2 separate regions of the Capsicum annuum genome follow, and region 1 is linked to region 2. Evidence: chromatin contacts called from public Hi-C data. All regions are on one chromosome and are shown on one strand. The core of a region is the stretch at or near the end of the contact, and the rest is flanking DNA. Distances in the headings are between cores, read along the strand shown. Region 1 holds the start of LOC107842432 (sodium/calcium exchanger NCL). Region 2 has its middle 9.6 kb from the start of LOC107842434.

Evidence for each region. Hi-C and Micro-C count contacts between places; a contact is called where the count stands out from the background.
Region 1: a Hi-C map of leaf shows a contact between it and region 2, with 2.2 times the contacts expected there. The contact joins the promoter of LOC107842432 here to the enhancer-like site in region 2. A contact is called at or near these places in 4 of 5 Hi-C or Micro-C datasets (bud, leaf and placenta).

The regions. Positions count from the first base shown.
Region 1 is chr9:158,393,003-158,395,790 of UCD10Xv1.1, reverse strand. LOC107842432 (sodium/calcium exchanger NCL) reads right to left here and starts at 1,275. Exons shown (of 7, transcript XM_016686273.2): 1 at 584-1,275. The coding sequence starts at 962.
Region 2 is chr9:158,239,353-158,242,052 of UCD10Xv1.1, reverse strand. No RefSeq gene overlaps it. Among protein-coding and RNA genes, the nearest start is that of LOC107842434, 9.6 kb to the left of the region's middle. Within about 2 kb of position 1,407, at least 4 of the 5 cell types and tissues checked have an H3K27ac peak or open chromatin away from gene starts, as enhancers often do. A contact at or near this core is called in bud and leaf, where this site is marked.

The sequences.
Region 1 (2,788 bases), core at 26-2,525, 150 kb before region 2:
TTGTGTATTATTCAGTGCTAGTGCGTAACATGAGTTAGCTTTGGGGCTACTTGTAATCCTAAGCACATTGTGACATCCAGGGTAGTCTAGCCTGCGAAAATAGTTACAACAGATACAGTGCTGATGTGACATATAATTGAGGAGAGCTTTCATTTTAGAAATTGGAATTTTCAGCTGACACAATAAAGACCGAGCTGAGGTGTCTAGATATGCATTCTCAAAGTTTGAGTATTTACTTACCAGTTGATATCAAATTTAAGTGTGTGTTTATGTGTTTTATGCCTAAAAAATACAGAAGAATATTGCTCTCCAAAAATACTCGGGAGACACCTTTTCACATCAAATTATTTCATTTAGTTCAAAATTAGAATCTAGATGTTCAGATACTATAGGAAAGTTGCATTTCTATATATATCAAAAGGGTAGATCAATTTGAATCTAGAAGTGTCCCAAACGATGTGTACAACAAAAATTCCAGTTTTTCAACTCTATACTAAACTGATGTATTGAGTATCAAAACCAAAAAGATCGAAAAAAAATGAATTAATTAGTGAACCAAATGAGAGACCGATAATTATCATACCGAGAATAAGCATAGCATCAGGAAGAGCACCAAGGACAGGAAGGAACAGTCCACCAATAAGACCAGGTCCTAAAATCTCAAGCAACAGTTCACTACCAGAAGATAAATACGTAGCCGCAAGGAACATCAAATAACCATAAACCAAAACGAGAAAAACATTCCCAAGAGCAGTTTTAGTACAAGGCAAAAATCCATAACTCTTTTCACAACTCTCCGTTCCGGCGCCGACAAAATCCTGTTCCAACCGGAGAACTTCAAAATTCTGATGATCGATTTCACTGTCGTGCAATCCATCGGAAATTAGTCCGATGTGACGGCTATAAGCGGAGCCGGAGAAGATGAAGAGGATGAAGAGAGTGAGAAAAGCCTTGAAATACATTGTTGGAAATTACTATTATGGTGGTAAAGTATTAGTAGTAGCACAAAACATCATTATATATAATAGTGCTGTTTGTATTAATTATTATGATTTATTGAACAGATGTTACAGTGTTTGAGAGTGGAAATTGGAGTCGGTTAATTAATTATTTATTCATTTGAATAATTCGTTTTGTAATAAATTGTATAAGGCCAGAGATGCCATCGAGTCGGTAGGAGTGGGGAGCGTTCCTGAGAATGGAATGATACTTCGTTTCATAACATGGGTAATCCGGAGTTTTCATCTTTCTGGTACTGAAATAGATGTTTGAGACATATTCAAGTTGAAGTGAAAAAGAATAATTGGGGTTCGAGATTGTGACTTTCAACTAAAAGGGATAGATAAGTTTTCTAATTAATTGATGTCAGTTTTAAAAATTAGATGAAAGGAATAATTTTTTTTTTTAGTTTTTCTTAAATATTTTGGTTTCAACAATTTTGATAGTTATTCGATAACTTTGTGAAGTTGTTTAACGACTATCGAAGTTATTCGACAATTGTGTGAAGTTGTTAAGACAAGTCGAACAACTATTCCAATTGTTTAAGGGATTTTACTTTTTAAACTTAGGGATGTTATGGGATCCACTTATCTCCTTTTTTTTAACTAAAGACTTGAGAGGGTCTATGAAATCATTTTTTTCCGGAGATTCAGTTGTTAAGTTTGTTTACTTTTTAAGATTTAACTTTTAATTACTATTTCCTATTTTCCTTTTTAATTATTTTTATTTGAGGTGTGTTCAAATTTCTTTTTAGTTGCTCCTTTCATCTTTTAAGAGTAATTTAATTAAAAATTTTCTATTATACTCTTATTTAAATTAAGAAGATCATTAATTACAACAATAAATCCAGTGTATTCCCACCTAGTGGGGTCTGGGGGTAAGATGTATGCAGTCCATACCTCTACCTCTAAAGAAGTAGAAAGGTTGTTTACGATAGACTCCCGGCTCAAGTCACGAAATACCACACAAACTCATAGTACAGCACAGAACTAGATTACATAACATAAATACGGCACCTATAAGTATTAGAAAACAGAGGAAAGCACACAGATTCGTAATAAAACATGGAACACGGAATCATAACAAGAATAAAACCCCCACCAAGTAATTTCCTACACTAGCGACCCAAACCGGCCCTAGTCTTCTGCCCTAATTCGCGTCCTCCAGACCTTCCTATCTAGGGTCATGTCCTCGGTGAGCTGTAACTGCTCCATATCCCGCCTAATCACCTCACCCCAGTACTTCTTCGGCCTAGCCCTACCCCGCCTAAAACTATCCAACGCTAGCCTCTCACACCTACGAACCGGGGCATCCATGCCCCTCCTCTTCACGTGTCCGAACCATCTCAATCGGGCTTCCCGCATCTTGCACTCCACTGGAGTCACACCAACCTTCTCCCGGATAGTCTCATTTCGAACTCTATCCCCTCTAGTCAGCCCACACATCCAGCGCAACATCCGCATTTCTGCCACCTTCATTTTTTGGATATGGGAGTTCTTAACTGGCCAACACTCCACTCCATACAACATGGCCGGATGGACTACCACCCTGTAGAATTTGTCTTTCAGCTTGGGCGGCACCTTCTTATCACACAACACCCCCGACGCGAGCTTCCACTTCATCCATCCCGTCCCAATACGGTGCGAGACATCCTCGTCAATCTCACCGTTACTCTGGATCACGGACCCGAGATACTTGAAACTATCCCTCTTATATACCTCCTGTGATTCCAGCTTCACTACTACCTCATTCTCCCGCCTCACGTCATTAAACTTGCATTCCACATACT
Region 2 (2,700 bases), core at 158-2,657:
GTTTTAAAATTAAGCCAAAAGATGAATAATATGAACAAGAAAGTAGACAAAAATAATGAGAAGAGAAGACAAGAGAAGATAGTTTTTCATTCTTTCAAGTATCAAGTATATAAATCTTTCAAGTATCTATAATATGAACTTTATGCTTCTATTTATAGTATAACATATAGGCATATGAAAGGTTGTCATAAACATGACATTAATCATGAAGGTTATGAGGAGGTTAAAAGGTGCAAGAGTTACACCATAAACATGAGATAAATCATGAAGGTTATGGGGAGGTCAAAGGTGTAAGAGTTCCACCCCATAATGGTGTATGAAGTAGTGGATGAGTAAATTCTTGAAGTAGTGGACATCCATAATAACTATAATGTTTTATAATATTTTATTCCTTTTTTGCTATTATTATATGTGTATATTTTTTATTTTAAAAGCTGTATTCTTCTCCATCTTGTGCACGTTTGCACATAGATGCAGATTGTTTTAAATAAAAATACTTTTTGAATGAAAAAAAAAACATACAACAACAACAACAACAACAAACCCAGTGTATTCCCACTTAGTGGGGTCTGGGGGGGTAAGATGTACGCAGTCCATACCTCTACCTCTGATGAGGTAGAAAGGCTGTTTCCGAAAGACCCCCGGCTCAAGTCACGAGACATCATACAAACACATAGTACAGCACAGAAGCAGATGATGTAACATAGATACGGCACCCATAAAGAATATAGAACAGAGTAAAGCAGGAATGCAGGAATATAAAGCAGAGGCAAGCACACATATTCGTAATAAACATGGAACACGGGACACGGAACACTGAATACTGAATCATAACAGGAATACACCCCCACCAATTAATTCCCTACACTAGCGACCCGAACTGGATTGAAATTGTATTTCCAGATCTGAAATTCTGCAGCAACTTGAAATCGAAATCGAAATCGAAATCGAAATCTGAAATCTGTTCCATTAAATTGTCATTGGATTGAAATTGTATTTCCAGATTCATTTGTTTGGGCATGTGGTAAGACAACCAGCAAAGTTCCTAGTAGTAATGAGCTCACCAAATTCCTCCGCGGCATCTATTTGAGACATGCTCAATCCCATGTAATTGCAATTGTGGCGTGAGAGACACTACTCATCTGTACATAATTCTATGTGAATTTGCAAAGGATCATCTAAAAATTGAAACAGGGTTCCAACTACTGATCCAATTTGACAGCATCTCCACATTTTTGCTTATATCTTCAACAGAATCACTTCCAAGTGCCACCACAATATCCTCTGGATAACTCTCCTTTGCCTCCTCCAGCAAAATTTGAAATATTTCGCATTCAATATAAATGTGATAATTTTTTTCCTTTTTAATTTAATTTTCTAAACCCCCTAACTTCAAATCCTGACTCTGCCTCTAGGGTCAGTTCTTGACCTAGGTCGACCAGAGGCGAGTCTAGGATACAGGGTTAGAACCCACAACTAAGGGGCGTACAAAGCTTTAGCAAGTTTTCTCTATCATTAGACCAATGACACACTTCATTTATGGGTTTTCAACTTATAATTTTTATATATTTACTAAATTTCTCAATATAAATAAAAGATCCGCACGAAAGTTACTGAGTTCTCATTAACCCACATCTAATACCTTAGATCCGCCCTTGCCAGGTCGACCTAGTCGGCTAAATCCTTATCTAAGCCGTTTTAACCCATACACATTATACGTGCATAAATATAAGTATCAATGTATATACATGTACACAATAAAAATAATATATAGAATGTAATTTCAAAAATAAGATTTAGGGAGTGTAGACTATCCATAAATCTTATTTCTATCTTTGCAAGATAAAAAAGTTGTGTCCATAAATAGAAAAAGGTTTAAACAAAATATCACGAAATAATGAAAGCTTTAATTAAAAAAAATTAACATTCTGTGTGAGATGTCATTCTTGAATTTCTTGTTTGTCATTTACTAATTAACCACGATATCTTGAATATTTGATATGAAAGGAAATATTTCATCATATAAAGTAAGTATTCAAATTATAATGATATTTATATAGTTCAATTATCTTGTTAAAATGGTAATAGCAAGGTAACTGTTTTTGTGAGATTAATTGAAATAAGATAATAAAATTTTCAATTTAAATAAGTATAAATTATTTTTTAGTTCTTTTTGTGGTTACTTATCTTAAAAATTTAAGTATATTATGTACATAATTTGCAACCTTTTACCTATTTGGAGATCAAGAATTTACTTTGAATTGGTATTAATGTGATTCACTTTTGATGGTCTGTACGTCATAACTCATATCTTACGTATGTGTGTTTTTGTTTTCTCGTAATTTACAACTTTTTCTACTGCTATTTTCAATGAAAATGGGCAAATTCAAATATTTTTTGGCGGTAACTATACTAAATGGAAGAAGAAAATCCTCCTCACTGTATGGTTCTTGGACTTAGATCTGTCAGCCAGTGCGGAAGAAGTCATCTATTCCTGAGGAATCATGTATGCCAAAGAAGGCTTATCATGAGCAGCGTTAATGATTTGACTGGGCTCGATTTTTATCCATAAAATGACCAAATCAATTAAGTTAATTTGTCAAATACAAAAATCAAATCAAATTGGGATTGTGATATATCCACAAACTATTAATTTTGCCAAACCTTTCTTGACGGTCTATCCAAATTGGTTGTGCATTG